2 separate regions of the Hordeum vulgare genome follow, and region 2 is linked to region 1. Evidence: chromatin contacts called from public Hi-C data. All regions are on one chromosome and are shown on one strand. Each heading gives the region's core, a stretch centred on a gene start, on an enhancer-like site or on the middle of the called end of the contact. The rest is flanking DNA. Distances are from core to core; before and after follow the strand shown.

The links. Hi-C and Micro-C count contacts between places; a contact is called where the count stands out from the background.
Region 2: a contact with region 1 is called in a Hi-C map of seedling, with 3 times the contacts expected there. The contact joins the promoter of LOC123412572 here to the promoter of LOC123408416 in region 1. A contact is called at or near these places in 3 of 6 Hi-C or Micro-C datasets (leaf and seedling) and 1 of 1 datasets of contacts at active chromatin or transcription factors (embryo).

The regions. Positions count from the first base shown.
Region 1 is chr7H:522,320,290-522,323,956 of MorexV3_pseudomolecules_assembly, forward strand. It overlaps LOC123408416 (50S ribosomal protein L1), which reads right to left and starts at 1,556. Exons shown (of 10, transcript XM_045101530.1): 1 at 895-1,556. The coding sequence starts at 1,446.
Region 2 is chr7H:522,757,215-522,760,881 of MorexV3_pseudomolecules_assembly, forward strand. It overlaps LOC123412572 (O-fucosyltransferase 8-like), which reads left to right and starts at 1,922. Exons shown (of 10, transcript XM_045105522.1): 1 at 1,922-2,622; 2 at 2,869-2,958; 3 at 3,083-3,182; 4 at 3,272-3,342; 5 at 3,432-3,520. The coding sequence starts at 2,296.

The sequences.
Region 1 (3,667 bases), core at 306-2,805:
CATCATTTTGGTTCAATCATCAAGAAAAACTCTCTTCCGGTATGTTATAGTTAACCTAATCTAGCGCTTTGTTATTTCCTACCGGTGCCATTAGCAGCTTGCGCCCATCACGGTGCCTACATACAAAGAATGCAATGAATGTTTCATCTACGTACAAAGATCATATGCCAGTTTGAGAATGCTCAACTTATTTTAAAGCTGTTGTGGAGAAAATAGTCTTCTTTGCATACAGGGTGTTGATGTTAACTAATGTGGCAAAATGAAACACAGTTCGGTATCTCTTCTTTCTTCTGTTAGCAGAACAAGATTTTAAACTACTTTTCTGTTGCTTATAGCAACATCAGTTAGCCAAACAGGATAATAGGTCAAATCAACTCAGGTAAAACAGAACTGTTATAACCAATCACGATGCCAAAAGCAGCATAAACAAAATGGATTTGCTAATTCTAATCTAGATGAGAATTAACAAAGTCGCATCTAACTCCTACACTATTCTATTAATAAAAAAAAATCCTCATGAATCTCCACATAAAATTCAATGGTGTGGAGTTATGTCTCATCTAGATGAGAGCTAGACACACCCTAAAAAAAATAGGGGCATTCTTCCTAGTATGCTAGAACCCACTGTCACAGAAAAAAAAAACATGCATCAAATTCGGCTTAATCCCATCCAGTCGCATTTCAGTTAAACTATGGTTGTTTCATCAACATTCCTTCCCATTGACTAAACAAACAAAAGCATGGTACTTCAAGTGAGCTACTCTTCTCATTGTGGAAATCGTAGTGCTACGAAACCATGTCCAAATTACACAAAGCTATGATACCCAATCGCAGCATAACGAGATTTTCTTTGAGATTTGAACTGCGATGAACCGAATCACGAGAAGTGCAGACCTTGATTTCGCGGAGTGCATCGACGAGATCAATGGCGACCTTCTGCGGCCGCTTCGCAACGGGTATCAGCGTTGGGTACGGCACCGTTTCCTCCTCCACCGGCACTCCGAAGATGGTCCTCCTCGTCCGCTCAGCATTCATCTCAATCCGCTCCGCTTCGCCGCGCAGATCCTGCTCATTCGCCACTTCCCCGGCCCCTTCTTCCGCTGGACGGTCTCCCGGAAGCGGCGCAACCCTGCTCGGGTACGACACCGGCGCGATCGCGGGCCCCGCGTCCTTGACGAACCGCACCTCTTCCCGCGTAAACTGCCGCGGCGGCTGCTGGTCAAATCTCCTGGGTGGCCGGTCCTGCCACTCGGAGCTAGCGCTCGGGGTCTCCCGCGAGGGGGCCTCCTCGGGTGGGGCCTTCGGCTTCGGGGCGTAGGAGACGGGCTTGATGGGCGGCGGTGGGGGGTTGCCGGAGTTGGAGGTGCAGAAGCGGAAGAGCGGGAGGAGGCGGTGGGGATGTGGATGGCAGCGCGAGTGGGAAAGGAGGAGGCGGAGGTGAGCCATCGTGAGGGCGTGGCGGCGGCCGGCGGCGAGGGGTGCGGCGTGGGGTTTAAGTGAGGAAGCGAAGGGAGATGGACTGAAATGGGAGGGTTTCCTCTGGACTGGGCTCGATCTGGTGCACACTGCTATGCACGAGCCGGCCCAGCTAGGACGTTTTAGTTAGGCCCAACTAGCACTGCTATATCACCGCGAGTTCGCGAAACCACTAATTAAGTAGTACTCCTTTCTAAAATCACTCGCACCGTCACTTATGACAACCTGATAGTTTTTCTTTTTTTGTAGATAAGAATTTTTAAAATGTTTTATCTATTAAATCGTGCGTCATGATCTTCACAACTAGATCATATCTTGATTTGTTTTGACGAACTTTTCTTTCACAAGAAAACCAAATGGAAAATTGGCTCTCTCGTGAAAGAAAACAAAACAGAAAACTCATTATTTTTCATTTCGAAGAGGCAATGCTGTGTCTCTCATCAAAGCACATCTATGCCTCTCACGAAAGCAAAATCGTTTTGAAGAGGCACGGTTGTGCCTCTCGTCAAGGTACATCTATGTCTCTCATGAAAGCAAAATCGTACCTCTCGCAAAAGAAAAAAGACAGAAAACTTTTTTTTCGTTTTCGAAAGGCACGGTCGTGCCTCTCGCGGAAGAAAAATTATGCCTCTCGCGGAAGCAAAACCGTGCCTCTCGAGAAAGGAAAACACACGTTTTTTTTTGTTTTCGAGAGGCACGACCGTGCCTCTCGCAGAAGCAAATCTGTGCCTCTTGTGCAAGAAAACCCGTGTTTTTCGGAAATAAAAAACGTGATTTTTCATGCAAAAGAATTTCTTTTTTTGAAAAAAAATCGACCAAAAACTAAGAAAGACTGGTGGAAAACCGAAACACCGAAAAACCCTAGAAAAAACACACCTAAAAAGCCGAAAACGCATGCGAAAAAATAATAAAATAATAAAATCTGAAGAGAAAGCTCAGAGTACGATATGTGGTGGTGGCTGAGAAAGTGCCAAGTGGTGGCACGTGGGAGTGGTTGTTGGGAGGTTTCCGAAGGAGCCCTCGCCAACTAGTTGCTCTCTTCGCTTCGATACGATTGCCTCAAAAACATCCAGTCCGGCATGAAATTCTCAAAAAAGAAAGTTCGGCACGTTCCTCTCTAGTTAGGGTTTTGTTTCTTCCTCTCGGCGGCGCCACTGTCATCGTTGAGACTCACATTCCCTACTCCCATTTTTCTTAGGAAGAAAGGATCCAGGCTGAACTAGGGCGATCTTGATCGCTACTGAGCCTTGGTCTCTTTCGTTTTAGGGAGCAGGGTGTCTAAGAGCATCTCTAGCAGACCCCGTATAAAGCCGACCCGCAAAAGTCTTTTACACTTCGCAGAAAAAACTGTTTTGTAGGCCCGCGCGGGCGCGGACAGAGTCAGACCCCGCAAAACGGACCCGTAAAAAGGATATTTGCAGAAGATGATCTTTTATGGGTCGGCTATGCGAGGTCTGCTCGGGTGGCGCGGCGTCGACCCGCAAACTGAAAACCCCGTAAATCAGAATTACTAATGTGTAATATAAGAAAATGTCGATATTACAATACACTAATCATACAAAGTACAATAAATATTCAAATCACCATAGTAAACTAAATAATTCAATACAAAACTTGTCTCGTATACAAATTACACATGAGTGAAATGAAAATGAATGAAAAAATGGAATGTGTTACTGCCGAGCCCTTTGCTAGTGGTGCTAATGAGATCTTTCTGAAGTTGACAGTGGGTGTTTGCTTCCACACCACTTCTATCATTAGATGTATTGACAATACATCTCTAGCATGCCAGGCCAACCTCTTCTATCATTAGATGCCATCAAAGTTTTTGTGTCTTCCTCGTTCGGAGCCCAGAGATATTAAGGACCAAAATCACGGATGATCACTTTGACAAACCTACGAACTGACTCAGTTGTACTATCTTCACCAATGCGAAGGTACTCATCGGCATAGTCAGCCGGAATGCCGTATGCAATTGCCCACATAGGTGCCGAGATTTTTTGATATGCACTAAATCCCTTCAAGCCCGCGACATTTCTTCTTTGAGTAAAATATCGACAATTGGCCTCGCAAGCTTGAACAATTTTCACAAAGAGGAATCAACGCATACGGTACCTTCTCCGAAAGAGGTGTGGCGGATATTTTGGATTGTCCATGAAGTAGTCTTGCATCAACATCTCGTTCCCGAGAT
Region 2 (3,667 bases), core at 672-3,171, 440 kb after region 1:
ATTAAGAATGTTCATTAAAATCTGATTTTTTTTGTGATATACTTTCACAAATATTCTAAGTGCTCGCAAATTTTCATCATGAGATCACATTCACATGACAAAAAATAAAATAAAACCAGTGTTTCAAAATTAGAGCATCGTTTTTTTTTGTTTTGTCATGCCTTCCTCAAATGTGATCTTACGATGAAAATTTACAAGCATTTACAACATTTGTCAAGATTCATCATAAAAAAATCAAAAAAATTGTAAATGCTTTGATTTTTTTCTCCGATTTTACAGTTCATGCATGTGCATTTGAGCATGGAGCACGTCCTGTGGGTTTAGCATTTCTGATAGGTGCTCTAAGAGCATCTCCAATAGACGTGCTACAGCGCCGGCGTGCAGTTTTTTTTACAACACCGAAATAGCTCTTTTGCACATCGGACTACACAGTTACTTCACCAGACGCTGGAAATTTTTAGCATGGTAGAACGCAGCTTCAACATATACGGCAAAATAAAGAGTGTGCGCCTAGCAGAAACATTATTTTTACATTCAATGTGAAACAAAAAAGATCAAACAAAACAAAGAAGATCAAACAAACACAAAATAATTCATCAAAAAATAGTTTAATTATTATTACAACTCAAACAAATAATTAAACTTTAATACAACAAATAGTTTATAACCAATACAATAAATGTTTAGCACAACAAACATACAACATCATGCATTTTGTCACCCATTTCATGCCCACCACTCCTCGGTTAGATTCTTCTGAAGTTCGTCATGTGTTTCGTCACATCAAATGACATGATATGAGGCAACAAAGCAAGCCACCCTGTCGACCCTCCTTCGTCGGCGCTATTCGTCGACGGAACGGGGCGCTCCAGGGACGGCCGCGAAGAAGGAAGCGGCGGCGACCACCGGGGAAGAGCGGGAAGCGGCACGCGTGGGGGAAAGCGTCGAGGGGTCGTCGGAGAGGATGAAAAAGTCGCGCGCGTGAGTGGATATTTCAGATCTAGCTGTTGGTGAACATTCACACGAAGGAGTTGTTGTTCAGTGTGCGGTAACGGACGGTGGAAAAAAACCCAGCATGCAATATAATTATATTCGATGCGTTGAGTGGCTTTTAACGCGCGATTTTTACGTGTGCGTCGAAGTTGTCGATTCGGTCCCGTGCTTAAAAAACCGTTTTTTCTGGTACGCGGCTATTACTTAGCATCTCTGTTGTAGATGCTCTAATCTCGCGCGGTGCAGGTACTTTGGCCAACTACCGCGGCAGCGTGTCCTGTGATCGATCTCCGGACGCCGTCGGTTCGCGGGTCACAACTCACAACTACCGAGCTATACACCGCCCCGACCGCCAACGCTTTCGAGCTCATCCTACGCCCTACGACTCGTGATTTCCCCGCGCTTTTCGAGCGGCCACCAGTATCGGTAGCCCCGTCGGCCGGCCGAGACACACATCCACGCGTGTCTGCCACGCGGCCGCCATGGCTGCAGAGCGGCAGAGTACACGCACGCGCAGCCGCCGTCACCCAGCCTCCTCCATGGTCCATGCCATGCGCAGGTGGCACTGTGGGTGCGCTACTCGGCGATGGCAGAGCATATCCACAGCGACACATCCAGAGAGGAGAATCTAAACATCAAAATAGTACGTATAACGAAAAAGGAACCGCGACCGCGCAAGAAACCCGGAGCTGTACTCGTGCGCCAACCAACCAACCAACGGCGGCCGGCCGGCTACCGACCCCGTCGCCCTTTTCCGTCGTCGCCATCAATCAATCATCGAATCACCAAACAAACAAACAAACAAGCCCTCCAACCGAAACCTCTCTTGGCTTCTACGGAACACCTCCCCGTCCCGATACGCGATCCCCGTCCCACCACGCCACCACCTGGCCGCGATCACCACGCCGCTATATAGGACGAGATGCCGGCGGGTCGCCCTCACGTTACCTCGATCCCCTTCCACGTCCGTTCACCAGTTCTTTAATCGCGCCTCCCAATTTCTTTATCCCCGCCACGGAGATCGGAGATCATCACCCTATCATTCTTTACCTGCCCGCCTGCCCGGTGGTTGCACCGATCGAATGGAAGCCGCAGCGGCAGCGCCTCGTTTGACCTACCCTTCTTCTATACCACTCTGAGCCCGTACGGGGGATCGCTGGACGCCCACGCTGCTTGCCCGTCCGTCCGTCCGTCCATGGAACGCAGGTCAAAAGGAAAGAATAGTTCAACAGCCAAATGGGGCCGCAGTTGCCGTGTTGCTGGACTTGAGGCACCAGGCACCCCGTCCACGCCAAGCCACCAATGGAGACGCGCGCGGGGCTCCCGGACCGTAATGGCGGTGCCTTCTTGATCGACCGGGCGGCGGAGATGGACGGCCCCTTCGTCGTCGTCGGCCAGACGGGCACGGGCGGCGGCGAGGGCAGGGTCGGCGCCACCAACATCGGGAGGCTGCGGCAGGGGAAGGCCAAGGGGGGCGGCGTCAACGTCACCTCGTGGCACCTCAGGGTGTTCGCCGTGGTGGTCGGGGTCATGGGCTGCCTCCTGCTCGCCGCCTCCCTCGTCATGTCCGCGCTTCACCAGGTGCAGTTCCGGAACGGTGCCATCTCCGTCAACTTCAGGGGCCTCCAGGTATGCATATGCTGCCACCCCCGATCAAAGTCAGGAAATAAGCATGTTCGATCACGATCACCTATCTGTCTGGCTGGCCATCTCTGATCCTCTCGGTTTTCTTTTCCATGGCGTCTGAATTTGATCTACCTCTCTGATTATATACTATCATGGATGTGCTCCTTCATACCGTCGCAGACTGACCTCAACATTTTGAATTTTTGCACCTTTTCTCTCGGCCTGATGAATCCATCTCTGTGAATGAAGGAGCTCAAGCAGAATTTTGTCAAGAAGGAACAGTCAGAGCAGATAATGCATGAAAGACTTTTGCAGATGGCAGCTTTGGCCACCACCAAGGTTTGATTCTGCCATCATAGCAATTACTACTACTTCACTAGTTACTTTCTGCAACTGTATCTGGGAACTTGGTATATCTGTTACTTTTTACTGATGCTGCACTTTTCCCTTCGTGCCAGTGCAGAACGAGACAGGCAGTGGAAATTTCGCACTGTGGGAGGAACCCTACAGACAGGCGCGGAAATGGACACCCTGCGCCGCCAAATACACCTTGGTCGAAGAAGGTGAAGCTTCATTCAAACAAGTGCAAATAGTTACTCTGCTTTTTTACCTTTTTTGCTCCCTGATGACACTGAATTTGGTTTAATCTCAGAGCCTAGCGAGAACAACAACGGCTTCGTTCTCATAAGCGCAAACGGCGGCCTGAACCAACAGCGTGTCGCCGTAAGGATACAGTGCTTGGATCCTCCTCACAAGATCAGTTCAATTTTGATACGTATTTAGTACCTAAACGAGCTTCATTCTTCCTCCAGGTGTGCAATGCTGTTGTCGTTGCAGCCCTGCTTAATGCCACGCTAGTTCTGCCCCGGTTTCTTCACAGCAGCGTGTGGAAGGACAAGAGGTTAGGAATTTTAACTGAACCGTGTGACAGATACATAGCACTAGTTATTCATCTTTCTACCAAACAGTAGTGATCATTCATCAATGAATTTGTGGGGTTAACTTTTTCTAGTATGCAAACGAACTTTGACAAATTTTGTCTTGTGTA